Linked DNA regions of Mus musculus: all the other regions are linked to region 1. The links are chromatin contacts, called in public Hi-C, HiChIP or PLAC-seq and promoter capture Hi-C maps. All regions are on one chromosome and are shown on one strand. Each heading gives the region's core, a stretch centred on a gene start, on an enhancer-like site or on the middle of the called end of the contact. The rest is flanking DNA. Distances are from core to core; before and after follow the strand shown.

Region 1 (3,446 bases), core at 131-2,630:
GGCAAAGGCGGGTGCAAAAGAACTCGAGCACGGAAAGGCATAGTTGGGGTGCCGAGCTTCTTTTTCCACTTCTGCAAAATGAGGGTTTTGGACGAGATGGTCTCCTAACTCTAAAATTCCCTTGACCTGTTCGATATACCAGGCCGATGTCAGAAGCTCATAAAAGGAAAAGGAAGAAAAGCGGGAAAGAGCAAAGAGGGGATCGGCAGACGCAGGACACTGGGGACAGGCTTGGCGGGTTTTCTGAGTTTCTCTCCCTCCTCCCACACCTGCGTGTTCAGAGATCGGCCAACGCCCCGCATCCTTGGGCTTCAGACAACGAAGCTCTTTCCTCCTCACACGTTTCTTTCTGGAAACCGTGGAGCAGAAGCTGCTAAGCAGTCATGCAAAGGGTCGCAGAGGGAACGGTGTCGCTAGGGTCCAGAGGGCAGGTGAGCAGACCCGGTTGACGTGGCACCAAGCTGGGGATGGCGGGGAGCCCTCGAGTCCTAGCCAGCCAGCTCTGGACCAGCCAAATTTCATCCCCCAACTTCGATCTCGGATAAATGGTGTTTGCAAAAAGAAAAAAAAAAAAAAAGAAAGAAAGAAAGAAAGAAAAGGAAAAAAGAAAAAGGAAAAGTTTTTGAGGACTTTTCCCCAAGTCTGGCTGTAGGCGGGGTCGGAGGGTGGTGCCTACAGTCTGATTCGCCGCGGCGGCAGTGCAGAGGCGCGGATTGGCGCGCGGGGCCCCGGGCCGGGAGAGCGGGCGTGGGGGAGGGGAGGCTCCGCGCCCGCGGGAGCGGCTCGCGCCGGGAGCGGGTTAATTTCAAATCGGGGGCTGGACTGCTCCTGGACGGCCACGCTCCCGCGGCCCGCCCGCCGGCCCCCCCCAGCCCCGGCCCCGGTGGCGCCCCCGGCACCCACCTCTGCGCGGCGGGGCTAAGCGAGTCTCCCTGAGACGCGCTGGCTCCCTGAGACGCGCAGCCAGGATTCGGGGCCACCCCGGACCGTCAGCTCTGAAGGAGGATTGACAGGTGAGCGGGGAGCAGACTGCTGCGGCGGGGTTGTGGGATCCCGGGAAGGCCAGGGTGAAGGCGGCCGTTTCCCGCCTCCCGCCCCGCCGGGGCCCGTGGGGAGGAGCCGAGCTCCCGCGCAGAGGGCGGGGGAGGGGCTCGCCCGCGCTCCAGCCCCGCGCACTCGGGGGCGGTGCCAGCTACGGTCCCGCTTTCCGCGCCAAATTTTTAAATCGAAGGCGGAAGGTCCGGCCCCGCCTTGGGGACCTCTAGCCAATCGCAGGCCTTCACCGGGCTTACTGATTGGCTCGGAGCCGTCGCCCTGGAAACCGTGAGATGCTGTCTGGCTGCCCCCGGGGGCGGTGCAGTTGGCGGGGAGGAGGAGCCAGTGCTTGCGCCGGGCGGGACGCGGGCTACTGCTGGGGACTGTACCTGGGACCGGGAGCGCAGCGTACGGTGCGCTTTGGCATCGCGGTGATTTCGGCACCTAGGGAATCCTTCCCTCGCCCCAGTACTTCGTGTATTGAAAGAAGCCTGAAAAAGGGGGTCAAGATCCCAAAGCCCTTTGTAAATGCCCGGTCGTGCGCTTAGAGCGCAGAGGCTGAATTGGAGGGTTGTTCTCAGGCCACTTCACAAGTCCTTCCTTCTGAGCCTGTGCACGTGTGTGTCAGGCGAGAAACTTCAGCATCTCCCCCGATGCAGGCTCGGTGCGTGCTCCATCGGAACCCGGGCTCGTGCGCTCCGTCCGCAGCCCGGATCAGTGCACAGGTGGGTGCTTGCTACAGCCATCTCGAACCTGAGAGAGGACTGTCACTGTAGATTCTGTGTTTGCTTGAAGTCTCGTGACAGAAGGGTTTGATGGAGGAATTTACTGCTGTCTGTTGGCGCGGTCTGCCTAGAGGCAATGTCTGTCCTCAAGGCAAAAATAAACCTGGTTTGTCATTTTTTGTTTGTTTCCGGGGGCTCTTGTGTACGTGAATCATTTTCATCAGCTCTTAATTCTTGCTTTACTTTTTTTCCTTTTAAGGATAGTAAAAAACTTTAATCGATTGGACTACTTAAACCACTGGAACTTGGGGAGGAACTTCAGATTTTTCGTTTTTAAAGACACACTAAATGTATGAGGAATTGACAAAATGGAGAACCAAAAGGTATTTTTAAAGTCCAGTCTATACTGTTGCAATGTCAAATGAAGTATCATCCTGAGTTTTTCGTTAATAAGTTTTCTTAAATTTTTCGTTTGATAGTCACGAATGCTGTATCCTTTTGGTTAACTTTTACAGAAATCCAGAAGGAAATTTTAATTTTTGAAGAGGAATAGGGTTGTCCAGGGTTAAAGTAACCTTTTTGTTTCAAAAGTTTAATATAAATTTAATATATATGGAAAAAGCTTTGGGGTTTTTTCTGTGCTTAAAAAATTATGTATATGTTATTTACATGAACCATTGGAATTCACAAAGGTCATAATTTGATACTGGATTTCTTTGTAAGATAACATTTTAAAATGTCAGCCCTTTAACCTACTGGGCCTCCAAATGCTGTTCCTGACAGATCTCCTGGAAGCATTTAGATGTTAGCTCAATGCTGTCCTTGGCAGTGTTCACTGAAACCCCACCCTTGGATCAGCACCTCCTGAGGGCACCATACTGAACTGAAAATTCAGGTGCCAGCCCCATGTGACCTCCCTCTGCCTCGCATCATCGTCTGCTAAGTAGCAGATTCAGCAGAAATACACACTGAGCCCTTAGTTTCATGGTTGTAATAGAGGATTGTTAACCCGGGCTCCCAAAGTTACTGAGGAAACAGTGTATCTCTGTTCTCTGAGTTGTTGCCTTCCAAATCCCTTTCTTTAAGAATGGTGTACTGCCTGGTGTCTAAAAGTGAAGGGGGCCCAGTCTCTACTATCTATATGAATTGCTCTTAACTTACCAGTGTAGGTAAGTGCTAACTTACCATAGCAGAAACTAGCTCTGAGGCCTTAAATGGCTAACCTTACTTCCCTTGGTCCCATTTTCTGCATCTGTGCCTCAAGCGTTGATGTTGAAAGCAAATTTTTCTGGTCAGAAGTCCTGCTGGTAGGCGGGAGGCCCTAACCGTAAGGGCACCCTCACCTTGGCTGCTTGAGCCTGTTCCTGGTATATCAATGAGCAACCACTGCTCACAGCCACTCCACTGGGTGGGGCCTGGTGTGGGTCCTGAAAGCCTTTACCTGATGTCTCATTAGTAGGAATTTAGGAATTTAGAAGTGATCAGTTACTTAGAGTGATTGGTTCTAGTAAGGAAAGGGAAGGGACTGAGCTCTAAGCTATCTTTACAGCCCTCCTTTCTCAAAATAGAATTTAAAAATAAAACCTGTAGTTAATGTTATTTATTTATTAATGTAAATTCTTAGATCACATGGTGAAGACATTTAGATCCATAGTATCTACCAAGTTAAAAGTGGGAAGTTTAACT
Region 2 (3,641 bases), core at 309-2,808, 580 kb before region 1:
GAAAATTGGACTCTTCTTTCCAGTTCAGGAAGCAGACAATGCTTAACTTGTGAAGCGGCGACAAAGGACCCTCCGACCTATTTGTTCCAGAGTTGCTGTGTCAGGATTTCTTCAAGGGTTAGCTATAGTAGCCTGAGGTGAGGCTCCTAAAACTTCACACACCCCTCTCCCTCCCTCCCTCCCTAATGTCCCAGAGTCAATGCCTGTGACTAGGTGAAAAGAGGGGCGGTAGGGGGCTGGTGAGATGGCTCAGTGGGTAAGAGCACCCGACTGTTCTTCCGAAGGTCCAGAGTTCAAATCCCAGCAACCACATGGTGGCTCACAACCATCCGTAACAAGATCTGACTCCCTCTTCTGGAGTGTCTGAAGACAGCTACAGTGTACTTACATATAATAAATAAATAAATCTTTAAAAAAAAAAAAAAAAAAAAAAAGAGGGGCGGTAGGCTCATGCCTACTCACAAAGTCACAGGATCCAACATCAGGATCCAAGTCTTTCAAATACATGAAGAGTTAAGGAAGGCACTGCCTCTATTTGGGTGCCAGTGGCTGTTTTGTCCCAACCCCTACCCCCAACCCAGGAAATTACCTCATTGTTTCACATCTTGGACTCTTGGTTCTGAAGACAGAACCCACAGTGGCTAAAACTCTGATCTACCAAGTCCCACCCTTCCTCCCTCCTTCCCTCTCTCCCTCCCTCCCTCCCTTCCTTCCTTTATCCCAAAAGCTGTTGCCTGTATGCGGGGATATATTCTTCTAGCTGAGCTGCCTTGTTGAGCCTCAATGGGAAAGGAAGTGCCTACCAAAGCTCTCAGTGGTAGGTTTGACAGTTAGTATGGCCTGTCAGCTTGACATGATTGAGAATCACCTAGGAGACACACCTCTGGGCTTATCTGTGAGGGAGATTCTAAACTGGGTTGAGGAGGGTGGCGCCCTCGCACGCTCACTCGCGCGTGCTCTCTCTCTCTCTCTCTTTTTTTTAAAGATTTATTTATTTATTTATTTATTTATTATATGTAAGTACACTGTAGCTGTCTTCAGACACTCCAGGAGAGGGAGTCAGATCTCATTATGGATGGTTGTAAGCCACCATGTGGTTGCTGGGATTTGAACTTCGAACCTTCAGAAGAGCAGTCGGGTGCTCTTACCCACTGGCGCTCTCTCTCTCTTATATGTAAGTACACTGTAGCTGTCTCAGACATTCCATAAGAGGTCTAATGCCCTCATTACGGATGGTTGAGAGCCACCATGTGGTTGCTGGGATTTGAACTCAAGACCTTTGGAAGGGCAGACAGTGCTCTTAACCTCTGAGCCATCTCTCCAGCCCCCAGGTGGCATCATTCTATGATGCTGGTGTCCCAGGCTGAATCAAAGAAGAAATCAACCTCTGCTTCATAACTATGAACCGCTGCCTCACGGTCCCCACCGCGATGAATTATAGCCCCTTAAGCTAAAAACCAAAACAAACTTCTTTCTTCCTCAAGTCACTTTCCTTAGGTATTTAGCTGCAGCAATGAGTACAGTAACAGATACAGAGGGGAAGCCCTGCACTTCCTCCTTTTAGCCGGGTTAGCAAAGAAAGTGAAACTGGAGAAGCAACTGGAGAACCCTTGGGAGCCCAGCGGGTAGCCGGGGACTCTTTGATTTTCAAAGCCGAAAACAAACTGTGAGACCTCATTCTGCCAAAATCAGGAAGGAGTGCCCACATTACATCCTCCTTAAGGCTCTCGCTGAACAAGGAAAACAACCCGAGATTCCTTCTAACAAAACCATACTTTAAACAGGGCGAAGTTTTACAAACACTTTCTCTCATCTTTCACACACGTGCATGACTAACAATATCGGTGTTGTGTATCAGGAGACCTGGTAGGAATTCAAGTTACTCAGTTTGTCATACGGGTCAAACATAGTTCACCTGTTCCTTCCAACCGGCTTGCTGTAGTTTTGAAAAATGCAAGTAAAATAAAGTTTTAAAATGGAGCTGGAGCAATTTCCTCTGGGCGGTGAACTTGGAAACCTTGTGCTCTGGGGCTGTATCTGTCTACATTAATCTCATCCCCTTCGCTCTGCGTATTGTCTTGGATTCTTTGTGAATTCTAACACACTTGAGGACAAGGGTTTCTATTCCACTCTCAACCAAACCACTTTGTGGGTGGCACGGTGGGCAGGAGAGAGGCAGAGTTAGAAGGAGCTCCCAGCAAGCTCTCTCAGCAAAGCAACTGAACACTGCCCGTACCTGTGTGTAACCTGAGTTCCCCGTAAACTGGACATGGTCTCTTCTAAATTCTGTCGTAGGTCTGCGATGTTCTTTACTGTCCGAAGTCGCCGAGCCTCGGGGTCTTCTGCTGGAGAAGCAAGGGTTAAGATCAGTCTAACTCTGCTAGACCATGAGGTTCTTACAAACAGCAACCAAGTGGGGGACGGTAATGCTGATCTATCTAGCTTCTTGTTTGCTGTAAGGACTTGACACTACATGGATGGATAGACAGATGGATAGATGATAGATGGACACATTGGATAGATACCGACGTGTCTATCTGTCTGCATAGATAAATAAATAGATGCATACATACATGGATAGATATATGAATACACACACACACACACACACACACACACGGATGAGATGGATAGGTAGATGCATACCTTCAAGTCTATCTGTTGTATGCACACATGGATAGATACATGCATGCATGAATAGATGGAGACCTATGGATGAATGGCTGGATGGGTGGATGGATACCTGCAGGTCTGTCTGTCTGCATGCATCAACAAAAGAATAGGTGCCCAAATGACGGGATTAAATCCAAAGAGGTTCCCTCTGAAGATATTCAGTCCAGGGCTGACCACACCTCTAAGACCACTTTCTTTTGCCCATAAGAAAATGTGAGTGCCCCTTTGTTTCTCTGGGTAATAGTGCCTTACAAAACCACCTGCATTTGCTCATCCCTGATAATCTAGAGGGGAAAGCTTTTCTCCCCCTCCCCAACCCCTTGCTACCAGCACATGTGCTGTTGACTAGAAACTGTGTGGTCAGTTCTAAAGAAGTTAGACTCCCCCACCTTCTGAGTCCAGGCCTCTAAAATGAGCATGGCCATAGCACCAGTCTCCAAAGAGAGTTGTGGGGGAAACATGGGCTGCCGTCACTACTTTTGACATTGTGCCCATCACAAGGCCCCGACGAATGCCAGCAGAAGCCACTGAAAACCAGCAGAGCTCTGGGGCAGGACACAACCGGCCTTCCCATGTCTGAATAGAACTCATAGCTTCCAGTGTCTTAAGAGCACGCCGTGCATAGGCTAAGACATGGAGCATCTCTCAACAGCTAGCCCTGCCTTCTGCTCTTTAGCTACGTTCTTCCATCTGGGTTTACAGGAGGATGAAGAGAAGGGACATAAGTACGGTCATGATTTAAGAAATGGATTTCAGTATGATCTAAACATGATTTAAGGTTTTGTTTTTTGTTTTTTGTTTTTTTTCCTGGAAAGATGGCTCATTTAGGAGCATTTGTTGCTCTTGCAGAGGACCTGGGTTTAATTCCTAGCCCCCTCATAGTAACTTACAACTGCCCATAACCCATTTCCAGGAGAATTGACTCCCTCTTCTGGCCTCTGCGGGCACCAAGAATGCACAAGGCACAC
Region 3 (3,213 bases), core at 457-2,956, 610 kb before region 1:
AATAAACTAAAGGGATTGGATAGCTAACCTCGATGGTTATGAGCACTTGATGTGGAATCATGAGGAGTGAAGTTTGGATCCAAACACTCGCCTAGCAAGCGGTGTCCCTGCAAACACCTACAGCACTGGCTCCCAAGGAAGCAAAGATGCAAAGAGCTTTGGGGCTTGCCAGCCTCCTGCCTAGCTGAGAGAACTAGAGGTCCAGCTTCAGGGAGAGAGCCTGCCTCAAAGACATACACAGAGAGTGCTATAGAGATACCTGAAGCCCTCTACCTGACATGCCTGGGCTTCCTCATACATGCACACATATGCTATGTACTCACACGAGCATACACACGTCACAAATATGCACACATGCATAAAGTAAAAAAAACACTTAGTGGGCGGAGTAGCATTGCCTTGGTCTATTCACTATAGCTATGGAGCTTAAAGAAACTTAGCACCTTCCACAAGAATACAAACAAACACATCCCCGCTAGTAACCTAGAACTTACATAAAACAGGGAAACATTTGTATCATTAGTAAGTCTTTTTTTTTTTTTTTTTTTTTTAAAGAAGCCCCTTGGGTTCTTTATTAAAACCTTGGCTAGCTAGCTACTCAGTCCTTAAATGATTACAGCAGACCACTCAGGTCTGGGAAGGACCAGAAGACACCGCTGTTCATTTGGGGGGTGAAATGAGAAAAAAAATGGCTTCTGTCTTTCCAGTCTTAGCCCCCAAATCTCTAAGCGGCAGGATGAGGCTCAGCTGCTATCTATGATAATTCCATTAGGCCTCCAATGAAGCGTTAGGTAAATGGCCATCCCAGAAGCTTCTACTACAAGCAGAGACTGGCCTCATAGGGCCTGAAAACAGGCAGATTGATCAACTGGAACAGGGCAAAACCAAGCAGAGTAATTTGACAAATTATGACATGACCAGTGAGAATGCTGCAGATACTGAACGTTCTCCTCTGGTGCTATTCACTATATAGATGTATCTGCAGGGTTTAAGCTTTAAGAAGTGAGCCCTCGGGGCTTGAGAGATGGCTCCTAAGCATTTAAGAGCACTGGCTACTCTTGTAGTGTACCACTGTTTGATTTCCATCATCCTCACAGCAGCTCTTAACCTCCTTGTAATTCCAGCTCCAGGGAATCTGATGCCCCCTTCTGGCCTCTGAAGGTACTGCATGCACATACACGCAGTTAAAACAGCTGCATGTATAAAAATTAAAAATGAAAAGCGCAGCTCTCAGAAGTTTCTATGATCAAGCACTATCCTGCCCTCTCACCTCCTTTCTACCCACCCCATTTGTGTGTTTTGTTTGTTTGTTTGTTTGTTTTGAGACAAGGTTTCTCTACATAGCCCTGGCTGTCTTGGAACTCACTGTGTAGTCTACATTGGCCTTGAATTCAGAGATCAGCCTGCCTCTGTATCCCAAGTGCTGTGATTAAAGGTGTGTGGCACCACCCAGCTAGTTTTCTGTCTGTTTGAATGCAGTCCTGAGGAGCAAACCTGGGACTCTGCATCCTGGGTAAGTACTCTATTAACTTAGCTATACCCTTAGCCCTTATATGGATTCTTTTTCAAACCAATCATTTATAGAACAGCAGCCACAAAGCTAACCTGTGGTGGAACTCTGATAAACAGCCTTTTGCCTTCCCCAACATAAGTGACCACACTGGATACTGGGAGACTCAAATGAGGACATGCAGAGTTAATAGACACTGGGTCAGAGTCCATGACAATGAACTCAGCACTTTCCCCCAACCCAGCCTTTCTACCCTCTCCCTAAAGAATGTGAGAATTCTTCTTCTACTGTTGGGCAATAGTTCAGCATTTGTCTCTTTACAAAGTTGCCCTGCTTCTCTGAAGCAAGCCATAGAGCTACATAACCCATCTAGCATTATTTTAAAGAGAAATGTGTGTGTGTGTGTGTGTGTGTGTGTGTGTGTGTGTGTGTGTGTGTGTGAGAGAGAGAGAGAGAGAGAGAGAGAGAGAGAGAGGTGCATAGGTGCCTACAGAGGCCCAAAAGAGATGCCAGATCCCCCAGAGGCTAGAGTTATAGGGGGGTTGTGAGCTGCCCAATGTGGGCTACCACACCCAAACTCCTCTGAAAGAACAGCAAGTGCTCCAACCACTGGATCATCCTTCCAGCCCCTCACCTGCTAGGAGAACAGCAAGAAAACAACCCTACCTCACAACGTGGCCTTCACAAAATCAGAGTGCAGCACCCTAAAAGTACACAGCAACTTCAAAGCACTCCCCTCCAAGTTCCCTGCTACAGCTCGTCTGCCCAGATGTGGAAGGAGGTTGAGCGAGACAGAACAGCTAAAGAGTACCTGAACTATACATGGAGGACCAGAAAGACAGCAGGCCAGAGATGGCAAATCACACCTGTCCTTTCAGAGCTTGCTCAGGGTCTGGGGATTGGTTTACGTCAGAGTCTGGTCTAGAAACCTGGAGGCCAAACATTCATTCCTTGCAGTAGGAAGGGTGGACACAGGTTCTTTGTGTCTCTGGCAATGGTGGTGACAGAGGTCGACAGACCCCCCTTTTGATGTCAGCTCTTTACTGTGTGTGTGTGTCAGTTGAATATATACCCTAAGCTTCACAGCAGGGGGCTTTGGCCTGAACTGCACTCTGCATACAGACCTGGTTATCTCAAGGTGCAATACCTGGAAAGTTGAGTAATGAGAGAGGAAGTGAGGCAGGTCCCTGGGGCCTGCAGGAGAGAGTCGGAGTAACAGTCAAAACAGCAACCAAACCGCTCAAGCCCGAACCCTTGCTATCAGAAGTGCCAGCCTAGAGTTGAGGATGTAGCTTGGTGGTAGAGAACTTAACTGACATTCACGAGGCCCTGGGTTCCTCTCTCCGCACCATCACTGAATACATACCTACATATACGCATGCCCATGACCATATACAAGCAAGACCTAGGAAGCAGCAGCCCCCCTTTCCTACTTTTTGTGTCAGCTGAAGAACTGATCCACTGTCCTCATATCACGAGCAGCATACTGTAGGCCACTCTCAAATGGCTCTGGTATGACGTGTGGCTACATCCGAGCGCAGCATGCCTACCTGTCAGCATCTCCGAGGCCCAGGGAGGTATTTCGTTGTAGGGTCTCTCGCACCACAGCCATCCCATCAGGAAGCCGGTTCAGGCGACGGGTGTAAAGGCCGAGTCCACCATCTGTCATATACCTTTGAAAAAAGAGGATGGTAGGTGTATTT
Region 4 (3,161 bases), core at 389-2,888, 880 kb before region 1:
ATGCTATCTTGGGTTGTCACTACCTTTAGTTCCCTCTGAAGGATTTTCCTGGCATGATACATACTATATACTAAAGAAAAATTAAATTAAACACGGCCTGGTTAAGAGGAGTGCCACCAAGTCTCTGCTCTCAAAGAAAATTGCAATCTTAGGCTCCACTGTCCAGGAATCTGCACAGGGAGGGTTCAGGAAACCAGACTGTGGGGTTCACCCAGCACCCACCTGAGCCCAAGCAGAGATGTCTATTTTAATCAGCAAGTTCTGATGCACCAGGCATTGGTAAAACAAAACGACCAGGAAATCACGGAAATCAAGGACCTGCATTTGCAAGTGTGCACACTAGGCAAAAGTGGGGCCCATGGGAGACTGCTTTGAGGTCCCAGCAGCACACTACGCTGTTTAATTTGCTGCAGTTGATAGGTAACTCTTGTTTACTGGAGAACAGAATGTCCACGACTCTCCAATTTAAGATACTTGGGCATCATTTCCAGATGGAAGTCTGGCATTACCATTTGCTGTAACTTCAGGAAGCCAGTATGTGTTTACAAACACACAAGTCTGGGGAGTCAGGGGCTGTGGGGTGGATTCCTGCTTGGGAGAAAAGTCCTTGTCACACTTTTCCATTCTGATATTGTGAAACACACTGGTAAGCAAAATGTGCAAGCAGTGCGCTCTAGGAACTATAAACAGCGCCTTTCTCTGACTACCATACCCCATTCCAATCTAAGTTCTGAACACAGGACTGCATTGCAGGACGCTAGAGTGTAAAAGGCAGGCCTACAAGCCAGTCACAACCCAGGGATTAATGGAAGGGCTCTTCTAAATCCATCGTGCCCAATTTTGATGATTTCTATGTCTCCACCACCACCTGGCCTTTGGATAATGGACACCTTCCCCTCAGCAAAATGGTTGCAGCTACATTCCCTTTTAGCCCCAGCTCAAATACCCACCACATTTTTATAAGCTTCCTCCTCGAAGGTGAGCTTCCTCCGACCAATGAGCGTTACTTTGGAAAACAGGTTCTGTCCCAGGATTTCCTTTAAAAGTACTTTGCCAGTTTCCCCGCTGGCGCCCAAAATAAAGACGGATTTATTCTGCATCTTGAAGTCTTCCCGAAGCTTCGGCAGTGCTTCCTTGTCCGCCATGCTGGGGAAACAACACCCGTGGGTCCTGTCTCAGAGTGCTAGGTGACACTCTTTACCCTGGGGGACAAGGGTTGTTAACTGTTGGGCAGAAGAGACTCACTCTACACAGTCCCAACCCTAGGGAAGTGCTGAGTCACAGCTCAGACAGTGGCCAATCCGAGCACCTCACAGGTGCCCGGCTGGATGAGCCCAGGTTGTCTCTATGCCACCAAGCCTCGCAGCCCACGGTAACCCAGCCTGCTTGGGCAGGGCTGCAGGGCCCGGCTCCATTCCCTACCCGGGGTTACCTGGGAGCAGCCCCGGACCCCTCGTCCCCACTCTGCAACAGTAGCATTGAAGCCACCAGCGCGGCTACGACCGTGCCCAGCACCGTGGGACCGAGCATCTCGCCGCCTGCAGCCCCGCTGTCTCCCCTCCCGGCAAGGAGCCCCAAGAGGTCCAGCCGGAGCCTACCGGCCGCGACGTCTTCCGGGTGACAGCGCGCTCGCGGCCCCGCCCCACCGAGGGCTGGAGCTGAGCGCGGGACCCGCCCCTGCGCGGGAGCTGCACCCAGGGCTCGAACCACACTCCCCGGGGCTGAGCTGCAGCGGGGCGGGGCGTGGGGGGGGCGTGGGGCTGTGCTTCACCCCAGCACAGATCTCCTCCCTCCGTCCCCCATAACCCTAGTTGCAACCGCGTTCTTCCTAACCACCTGGGGCCAGAGCCTTCAGATTTTAGATAAAAGGCATCCCGGACTTGACTCTTGGTCCCCAAATCATCTCATTCTCCTCGTTAAAAACTAGTCTCTTCTTAGGCTGGGGACGTAGCATGTAGCTCAGTTAATCAAGCGCTTGCCTGGCATACGCAGAGCCCTGGATAAAGTTGGATGTGGTGGCACAAGCAGGCAATACCAGCAAGGATGATTCTCCTTGGAAACAGAATGTTCTGAGTTCTAGGACACCCTGAAATATATGAACTTCTGTCTCAAGAGCGAAGGAGGACTTATTGGGAGGAAGCTCTCAAAACAGAGGTAGGAGAGGCTAGTACCAGGTGAGTAAGATCAAAATATATAAACATGAAATTGTTAGTAAAGCAAGACATAAAAAGAAGAAGAAGAAAAAAAAGCCTAGCTCCACTTAAGCTCTATGAAAAACAAAACTCTTTCTTGCCTCTTTAAAGACACATATCCTATTCCCTCAAGCCAGAAGCTAGGGGGGCTCCTTTGACCAGTTTTCAGGTTGATCTCCCTGCCCAGGTGCTGGCCCCCTTCTGGATGGTTGCGGTAGGAAGAGTTTCCAAACCTGATCCAATTCACAACAGGATCAATGGTTAGAACACAGCTATCCACACTGGGCATGCCCTGGATTTTGGATGCATAGAGATTAGAATACTATGACTCTGAGATACTTTCTAAACTGCATTTATTTTGTGTGTGTGTGTGTGTGTGTGTGTGTGTGTGTGTGTGTGTGTGTAGAGGTGTTATGACCGGTGTATGAAGGTCAGAGGGCCCCTTGCAGGATTCAGTTCTCTCCTTCCATGATGTGGGTTTGCCTTGATCTAACTCAGCCTCTCCCAGACTCCCTCTCCCAGAGTCAAGTCCAGGATGTGATCCTGAGCTAAGAAGGATGGGCTGTGAGTGTGATGCTCCATCGCTCCATCTAGAAGCCAAATGAAAGGTACTTTCGCCCCCGCCTTGCTGGTTGAATGTCATTATATGAAAATCTGGCCTAGGCGTGGCATTCAAATACTTCCACACAGGTTTTTCCACTCTGGGGAGCAATACAAAGATGCAATGAAGACTAGGGGTGGAGCCCTGCTGGGCAAGGACAGGGAGATTAGGATGATGGGTAGCATCCTGTGAGCCCCTGCCCTGGCTTGCCTGCCTTAACCGCTGCCTGTTTGCAGGGGCTGTGTTGAGCGCTTCCTGTTTATTCTGCCTCTAGAGTCCTTTTCCGACTTGCTGCAGTCAGATGGACTCTGCTGTTTGCAGTTTAAAATGGAGGCAATGGAGAACACTGTTGTCCTTCCCCACTGGGC
Region 5 (3,547 bases), core at 1,005-3,504, 520 kb before region 1:
ACTGGCACTTATCAGAGATGTCACTCATAATCTGTCTTTGTGTGTGGTGTGTTCATGTGTGTGCACATGGGTGTGTCCATGCACTCTCATTACCGGACCTGAAGCTTACCACCTGGCTAATTGACCGGTTACCTCCTGTCACCAACCTCTATCTTCCTCAACTCCAAGTCCTAGGTGTTCGGGCAAATCGTGAGAAGCCATGACCAGTGGGGCCCTGCTCAGGTCTTCATGCTCGCACAAAAAGCACTTCAGCCACTGAGCCATCTCCCGGCCCCATTCAGCTTCCAGCCAGTTTCTCCATCAATAACCATGAGTCCTGTAAACTCTACGTTCAGCCGTGAGAACAGGAGCCAATGCAGACAAGCCCAGCAGAGCACAGTTAGTATCTGTTCGGTAAATACTTCCTGTAAAGGCATCTATGCCTTCTGAGTATAAGAGAAGGTTGAACAAATGAAGCAGAGAGACAGACAACAGGCAGCTGCTAAGTGGCTAGAGTTCTCCTCCAGGCCTAAGGAAGGAGGCAAGACTGCACAACTCTGTAAAAGTCCCTGCAGATGCTCTCGTGGGAGAATAGAGACCTGCACCATTCCTAGACACTAAGAGGAACATGCTCTGCCACCTACTGGTCATCACAGGAATAGCACAGAAACACTGAATTTGTGTCTACTACTGAAGGTTCCAACAATGTACACTAAACCCACAGATGAGACTCATAGCTAAGGCAAGGGCAACCTTCTAAGGATTTTTCTATAAGTCCTGAGATTAAGGTTGGCTAAGCTACCCCTGAGATTCATGGAACCGATAACCAGACCTGCCCAAGGAGAATTACAACCATTTTCTGACACATTCCGCATAGAGTCACACTATGGATGTAGAAGCCGTGGATGCCACCCACCTCCAACATGGAGGAGACAACAGTTCAGAAACACAGCCTGATAGATGACGCAAGCTTTCATCTCTTCGCAAAGACAAGGCATTAGCCCATGCAGGACCCATAAGGTCTGCTAACTTACCTACTCCATCTGTGGACTCCAGCTTACTGCTCTCTCAGCCCCACCCCAGCTTCCAGGGCCAACGCTCTTTTTACATCTTTTCAGAGCACACTCCTGCTATGCCAGGAGGAACAACTGCACTGCCCCGACTGCACTACCTGTTCCGGGGAAAACTGGAGGCAGGTGCAGCCTAATGAGCTGGGGAGATGCCTGGCCTATGGCAGCTTCAGAGCCGGCAGCTGCCTGTGTTTACAAACAGGGGGAGGGGGAAGGAAGGGGAGAGAGCAAGGGGGGGGGAGAGAGAGAGAGATTGAGAGAGATTGAGAGAGAGAGAGAGAGATTGAGAGATTCCAGGTGGAAGTGTTGCCTGAGGACTGAGGAGGTAGATAATTCTGGCCAGCGGGCTCCAAACTATTATCCCACCTAACAACACTCCACTAGCAGACACTGTTGATGCTAATTAGCCACCAAATCCAAGTTAATTAAAAGCTAATCGGGAGGCTAAAAGGTGGTAGTGTGTTCGCAAACCTCACTCTCTCTGTCTTCAAGAGCAAGGTGAGATGTCACCAGCAAGGACTAAGCAGTTCCCTTGGGCGCTGGATGGTTGGACTTGGTTCTGTGGTTGGATATTCTCTTTCCCACAGATAATGGCTGGTTGATAACCTGCTGCGCCACGGGACAGGGAATCAGTGTTGTTGAAGCAGGAACTTCTCTAACTGGAGCAGTGTGCTCCCATTCTCTTCCCCCACACCCTCTGTGGCATGCAGATGTGGCATGCACACAGGGCTGCATTCTTAGAGTGATCTGAGAACTGTGAGAAAGTTAGTAACGTCAACTGTGCTGGAAAGGGCACCCAGCCAGGACAGCCCACCGGCACCCCTGGTCAGGACTGCAGCAATTGACTGTTAGGTAACAGGTGGGCCTTAACAGGTGGGTATCACAAATGATGAAAAGGCGTGGGCCCTGACTCACCTTCTGCAGACAGCCCCTGGGTGTTGATTCCCTTAGCTGCCAGGAAATTCAAGCAGGCATCTATGTTTTCAATCTAGAGGGGAAAAACACAAGACACGTTTAATAACCATTCAGCTTTCTCCAGACCCACTCACGAGGAGCCAACAGCAAGCAGAATGCACTCGAATTGACCAATGAGATAGACGGGAGCGACGAGGTTAGGACTCTCAAAACGCTGTCTGTACTAGCGCAGGAAGCAGTTACTTAATATCCTAACCACACGGTGCCAAAAGTCGAGGCCTTGGACTGCTCACAGATGCCAAAAATAACCAGGGCGGAATGAGATCTCTCATCTTGATCAATGTCACCACAGTGTGATCCTCAAAGCCGGAGCAGTTGCCAGTAACACGGAGGTGGAGATGAAATTGATAGACCCACCCATCCTCCAGTTGCTGGGGGGAAATTTCCAGTCAGTAAAGAAGCAGGCAGTCAGATGTCCACATGGTGAGCGGCAGTTTCAGCAGGAACCAGGGTTTACCCACAAAATTCTCAGCCTGGCAGGAATTGCAGGTGACCACAGAGTCCCATGACCTCTGGGATGCCGCTGTCCTTTGTCCTCTCTGTGGCAAGGATAGAGCCACCAGCCGGAGTCTGGGAGGCTGCCCGTGTTTGCTAGTGTTGACACCAAGGCCAAGGGCAAATCGATGTCAGGCCTCGAACAAAAAAGCAATTAGGTCATTCCCAAAGGTCTGATTTGACTTCGGCTGTCAGGCCTAATTACTTTTTTTGTTTTAAAGGAGAATATTCTGGCTTGATGAATGTCTCTGGTGACCAAAAGTAAAAGAAACGGCTTTTAACTGGGCACAGCGACCTTTGGACATCACAGAATTTGCACTACACAGTGCCAGTTCCACCACTCCCATCCACAACTAATTCCTGTAATGGGATTTCCCAGACTCTCCAATGTTTATATGCACTCAACCCAGTATGTACGCCACGGAATTTATTCTAAATTAACAGAGGACTGCCTTTCACAATGAACATATTGTCCTTATCCCCACTCTCAGGCAATGTCTTGATGGCTCTAGCTGGCGAGAGTGTTTTAGTTTAATAGCTCCGAGCACAGCTTGGCTCTGGGCTGGTCCTCATGAATTTGATTCACCCTCCTCTATGAAGTAGACTTCATTCTGCCACTGACTTCTGGCATTCTCCCTTTCCACTCCAGCTTGTAGATCTGCTCCTACCTCCTGAGGCCTTGGGTTCCAGGAGGGTGTTAAAACATCGAACAAATTCCATGCTTTTATCATGGTCTCACTGGGAGGGTGGTCCCCACGGTGGTGGTGGCTCCCACTGTTTAACTCATTAAACAGGCCCCAGGCCACCTGACTGAAACTGTGCCATCTTAGAAGAGCCCACACAGCCTCCAGCTAGAAGTAACTCTCTGTAGGGAACCCCCTTTTTAATTTATTTGTTTATTATATGTGTATGAGTACACTGTAGCTGCCTTCAGACACACCAGAAGAGGACATTGAATCCCATTACAGATGGTTGTGAGTCACTATGTGGTTGCTGGGAATGAATTGAACTCAGGACCTCTGGAGGAA
Region 6 (3,414 bases), core at 100-2,599, 720 kb before region 1:
TGGTGGGTCCCCTCTCCCCGAGTCCCCTGAGTTACTCCAGGTCTTAGAATCTGATTTCTATCCAGGATGCCACCCACACTACCCCCACCTTAGATAAGCCCATCTCTTTATATTAGTGGCTTCCTCCTTCACTTTACCTCAGCACCTCCTATGACATTATCTTGTCAGATGTCAGCTCATTGTCTCCCCCATACCCCAGCCTAGCCTCTAGCCTAGTTTGCTGCTACAGCTCCCTTCATCAATCTTGGTTCTTGAATTCAGTCCAGCAGCCTAAAGCAGTTCAGTATGAGCAGGAACGATTTGGGAGAGGGGCGGGTGTGGACCCATGTGTGGATCAGGAGTGAAGAGGACACAGAAGTGGCTGGGGATGGTTACAGCTGAAGAAGCAAATTCAGATTAGAAGCCTCTCCCTACCGGGCCCTCTGAAGGAACAAGACTGCCTTTCCAAGGGGTCCCTCAAGGCCTTAGAACCACTAAGGCTGAGGCTGAGCATGCCCTTAGCACTCCTGAGGCCCAGTGGTTTTGTCCACACTTGCTCTTCATCCTTAGCCCCTGCACTATAGGCTCAGAGAACAACTGGGTTTCCAGAAACCAGGCCAGTACAATTGTCCCATAGGTCAGATTTTTTTTTCCCATTTTTTGGAGGGGAAAGCCAAAGCTGGCACAGGGGACTGCAGAAGGTGTCAGAGGACCTTGGTAACTGAGGAAAGGTCTCTGGGTGTCCTTCTGCAGCACCTGCCCTTAACACCCCCAGTCTACCCCCAACACCAGGCCTTCTGAATTGCTCCGCTCTGCAGACACCAGACACACTGGCAAGCGTTTCTGATGACAACGGGGAATGGGACCTGAGACTGAGTCATAAGGTAAGCATTCGTAGGTGCAGCAAACATTAGCTGTAAGAACAAAAAACATTTTCTTTTTTACAACCCTTCCTACATTCCACAGGATGTGGTCAAGGCCAGGTGGCCGTGAGTCAGTCTAAGGCAAGCAGAGGAAGTGTTGTGCAGCTTCCGGGCTCTTCTGCAGACTCTGGAGGGCAGCTGGACAGGCAGACAATCACTTTCCCCAGGGAGGAGGAAGCTGGTCTACTACTGGCTCAGGAATTAAGGATGATGCTAAGACACTGGAAACTAAGATTTGGGCTGCTGCGAACCTCCTGATCCTACAGGAAGCACAGGACTCCTGGATGTGCACGGCAGCACCAACATTCACATTTAGGAAGCACTTCTAGGCATGACTTACACACAGGTGACTTTCATTCACATATTCCAGAAAAAGATACTACCGCCTGCATGCTCTCCACTAGGGGGCGATGCGTTGTCATGTCCTGTCCCGCCCACACGCAAGCATTGCCTGAGTCTGATGGTAAAGGCTGGTGCCTGCAAGAATGACTTCCCTGTATTCTTTCCCTGTCTCCCCATGGGCAGCCCTCTTTCTGGCTCCTAACATGTGACAGCCCCCTTTGGAACCTATTCTGAGGTCTCCACCTCTTCTCAACTCATAGCCTTGGCTAAGGAAGGGCACACATGTTCTAAATGACAGTGTGCTTCCCTAGTGGCCACTGTGCAGGGGAGAGGTGAGGAGGGAAGGACCCCGTATGGTACCTGGCACACACTCAGCTTTCCCTCAGAGGGAGCCAAGGAGAGAGGGGAAGTGAAATGAGCTTTTTAAAAAATTAAGGACTTTTCTCATCTAGTGAAATCACAGGTAGAACCCTGCCTAACACTAAACCAGGCACAGCAGTGCACACCTTTAATCCCAGAACTCAGGAGGCAAAGGCAGGCAGATCTCTGTGGGTTCAAGGCCAGGCTGGTCTACACAGAGAGACTCTGTACCAAACAAACAACAGCAAAATAACACGTGTGTTAGCACGTGTCTACAATCCCTGCATGCTGGAGTTTGAAGTAGAAACATCAGAAATTCAAGGCTAGCCTGGGCTATATACAGAGTTCAAGGCCAGCTTAGGCTATATAAGACACTGTGCTTAAAACAACAAAAACCACCGGGCAGTGGTGGCGCACGCCCTTAAGGGATTAAGGAGGCAGAGGCAGGCGGATTTCTGAGTTCAAGGACAGCCTGGTCTACAGAGTGAGTTCCAGGACAGCCAGGGCTACACAGAGAAACCCTGTCTCGAAAAAAAACAAAACAAAACAAAAAAACACCAACAAAAACCCAGCAAACCCAACCAAAAAACTTTGCTTCCTGGCTACCTATAACACTTGTAAGTTACAGGAGACCCTAGGATGGCCTCATTGTCACAAAGTAGCTGTAGCTGTCACATTGCTCTGGACTCCAGCCCTCACTCAATCATGGTGGTCTGCTGAGGGAACTATGTTAAGGTCAAAGCTTTGGCTGGCCTTGGGTTTTCTTCCCTGTATTCTCTCAGGGCTGCAGGAGTGCCAGGACCCTGGTGTAAAGCCTGGTAGATCCTCCAACTTCCACCTTAACCCCGACAAGGAAACACGGCCAATCCTTATGAATCAGCAGACTTCAGGGCCGCCTCCTGTACTAATTTACCAGGCAGAGCTAGGAGATTTGGGACAGGGTGGTACTAGGCAATCCTAACCCAGCTGTCTCCCTTCACTGCTTCTACACTGAGGACATGTCCTTCAGATGACCTCTAAGAATGACACATCCACTTGGTCCCTGTCACAGGCAGGCCCTTCAGCAGCAGCCACTTTGAAGCCCCTCCTATCTATGCCCTTTGCTCTTGGCTGGATGAAGAGGAAGAGTCCCTTCTGCAATGGCTCCCTGAGCAAAGGAATCATAGGTGACTTCCCAGCTATGCCTGAAACCTCCCTTTCAGTTCACCTCCAAATGGGAGGGGCCTTGGTGCCACCAGCCACTGGGGACCAAGGGGTCAGCTCAAGAGTCCTCTTTGTCTCCTTGGACACCTTGGGTATCTTCGCTCAGTCGCCTCTGGCTTTTCTCAAGTGACTCAGGTCATTCCCCTTTGGTTATCAGAAGGACCGCTCGAGGCAAAGAGGACACAAGTGGGAGAACGTATGAGGAAGGAGGCCACAGGGGCAGCAGTAGGTCCTCCAGACAACCATCAAGCCACCCCAAGCTCCTCGGTAACTCCTAAGCTGAGTGACAGCAGTGGGGGCTCCCCAGATGCTACTGGATACAAGAGATGTGCAGCCAGGAGAGCCCGCCAGAACCACCTGTGAGGGGTGCTGAGGCTGGGCAGGCAATATCCTGCCTGGCCTTGAGGTCGAAGTACCTGGGATGAAGTTCAGAAGGTGAAGATTCAAATTCCAGATCCTCTGAGCTTTGATTTCTCTGCAGTGTCTCAGAACCCAGAGTCTTGCCTGTGCTTGGTAAGAACTTACAAGGTAACCTGCCACTACAACCTTGAACTTACAACCTACCTCTCTTTTTCCCAAGTGTAAGATTTTAGGGGGTGTACCATGA

The links. Promoter capture Hi-C pulls out the DNA fragments that hold promoters and counts their contacts. A called contact is a pair of places that touch in the nucleus more often than the background predicts. HiChIP or PLAC-seq counts read pairs in DNA pulled down with a chosen protein or histone mark.
Region 2: a contact with region 1 is called in a Hi-C map of bone marrow-derived macrophages, with 14 read pairs. The contact joins the enhancer-like site here to the promoter of E2f8 in region 1. A contact is called at or near these places in 10 of 39 promoter capture datasets (the 3T3-L1 cell line, the C10 cell line, cranial neural crest and 5 more), 2 of 484 Hi-C or Micro-C datasets (LSK cells and bone marrow-derived macrophages), 5 of 115 datasets of contacts at active chromatin or transcription factors (embryonic limb bud, embryonic midbrain, embryonic stem cells and 1 more) and 3 of 9 other capture datasets (bone marrow-derived macrophages, embryonic stem cells and liver).
Region 3: a contact with region 1 is called in a promoter capture Hi-C map of liver, with 2.1 times the contacts expected there. The contact joins the enhancer-like site here to the promoter of E2f8 in region 1. A contact is called at or near these places in 5 of 39 promoter capture datasets (the C10 cell line, cranial neural crest, embryonic stem cells and 2 more), 1 of 15 datasets of contacts at CTCF or cohesin (the NIH/3T3 cell line) and 3 of 115 datasets of contacts at active chromatin or transcription factors (bone marrow-derived macrophages, embryonic stem cells and large pre-B cells).
Region 4: a Hi-C map of the G1E-ER4 cell line shows a contact between it and region 1, with 6 times the contacts expected there. The contact joins the promoter of Htatip2 here to the promoter of E2f8 in region 1. A contact is called at or near these places in 5 of 39 promoter capture datasets (cranial neural crest, erythroid cells, fetal liver and 2 more), 3 of 484 Hi-C or Micro-C datasets (the G1E-ER4 cell line and muscle stem cells), 2 of 115 datasets of contacts at active chromatin or transcription factors (pro-B cells and stem cell-derived neural progenitor cells) and 1 of 9 other capture datasets (liver).
Region 5: a FOXA1 HiChIP or PLAC-seq map of pancreatic cancer cells shows a contact between it and region 1. The contact joins the enhancer-like site here to the promoter of E2f8 in region 1. A contact is called at or near these places in 6 of 39 promoter capture datasets (3T3-L1-derived adipocytes, cranial neural crest, frontonasal cranial neural crest and 2 more), 3 of 484 Hi-C or Micro-C datasets (bone marrow-derived macrophages, embryonic fibroblasts and macrophages), 5 of 115 datasets of contacts at active chromatin or transcription factors (embryonic basal ganglia, embryonic hindbrain, embryonic stem cells and 2 more) and 1 of 9 other capture datasets (macrophages).
Region 6: a contact with region 1 is called in a promoter capture Hi-C map of hippocampal neurons, with 3 times the contacts expected there. The contact joins the enhancer-like site here to the promoter of E2f8 in region 1. A contact is called at or near these places in 5 of 39 promoter capture datasets (the 3T3-L1 cell line, cranial neural crest, hippocampal neurons and 1 more) and 4 of 115 datasets of contacts at active chromatin or transcription factors (the NIH/3T3 cell line, double positive thymocytes, embryonic midbrain and 1 more).

The regions. Positions count from the first base shown.
Region 1 is chr7:48,878,975-48,882,420 of GRCm38.p6, reverse strand. It overlaps E2f8 (E2F transcription factor 8), which reads left to right and starts at 1,380. Exons shown (of 13, transcript NM_001013368.5): 1 at 1,380-1,760; 2 at 2,020-2,143. The coding sequence starts at 2,129. Gm2788 (predicted gene 2788) reads right to left here and starts at 1,121. Exons shown (of 2, transcript NR_155436.1): 1 at 904-1,121. LOC115486422 (a long non-coding RNA gene) reads right to left here. Exons shown (of 3, transcript XR_882082.2): 3 at 1,797-1,900.
Region 2 is chr7:49,460,613-49,464,253 of GRCm38.p6, reverse strand. Nav2 (neuron navigator 2) reads right to left here. Exons shown (of 39, transcript NM_175272.3): 9 at 2,237-2,342. Among named protein-coding and RNA genes, the nearest start is that of Gm51447, 24 kb to the right of the region's middle. Within about 2 kb of position 1,558, at least 140 of the 459 cell types and tissues checked have an H3K27ac peak or open chromatin away from gene starts, as enhancers often do. A contact at or near this core is called in bone marrow-derived macrophages and pre-B cells, where this site is marked.
Region 3 is chr7:49,491,339-49,494,551 of GRCm38.p6, reverse strand. Nav2 (neuron navigator 2) reads right to left here. Exons shown (of 39, transcript NM_175272.3): 11 at 3,061-3,183. Among named protein-coding and RNA genes, the nearest start is that of Gm51447, 55 kb to the right of the region's middle. Within about 2 kb of position 1,706, at least 6 of the 459 cell types and tissues checked have an H3K27ac peak or open chromatin away from gene starts, as enhancers often do. A contact at or near this core is called in liver, where this site is marked.
Region 4 is chr7:49,757,583-49,760,743 of GRCm38.p6, reverse strand. It overlaps Htatip2 (HIV-1 Tat interactive protein 2), which reads right to left and starts at 1,638. Exons shown (of 6, transcript NM_016865.3): 1 at 1,433-1,638; 2 at 951-1,146. The coding sequence starts at 1,530.
Region 5 is chr7:49,396,573-49,400,119 of GRCm38.p6, reverse strand. It overlaps Nav2 (neuron navigator 2), which reads right to left. Exons shown (of 39, transcript NM_175272.3): 4 at 1,965-2,037. Among named protein-coding and RNA genes, the nearest start is that of Gm51447, 40 kb to the left of the region's middle. Within about 2 kb of position 2,254, at least 111 of the 459 cell types and tissues checked have an H3K27ac peak or open chromatin away from gene starts, as enhancers often do. A contact at or near this core is called in bone marrow-derived macrophages, hepatocytes, liver and 2 more, where this site is marked.
Region 6 is chr7:49,599,301-49,602,714 of GRCm38.p6, reverse strand. All of the region lies in intron 37 of Nav2 (neuron navigator 2), which reads right to left. Among named protein-coding and RNA genes, the nearest start is that of Dbx1, 36 kb to the left of the region's middle. Within about 2 kb of position 1,349, at least 132 of the 459 cell types and tissues checked have an H3K27ac peak or open chromatin away from gene starts, as enhancers often do. A contact at or near this core is called in double positive thymocytes and pre-B cells, where this site is marked.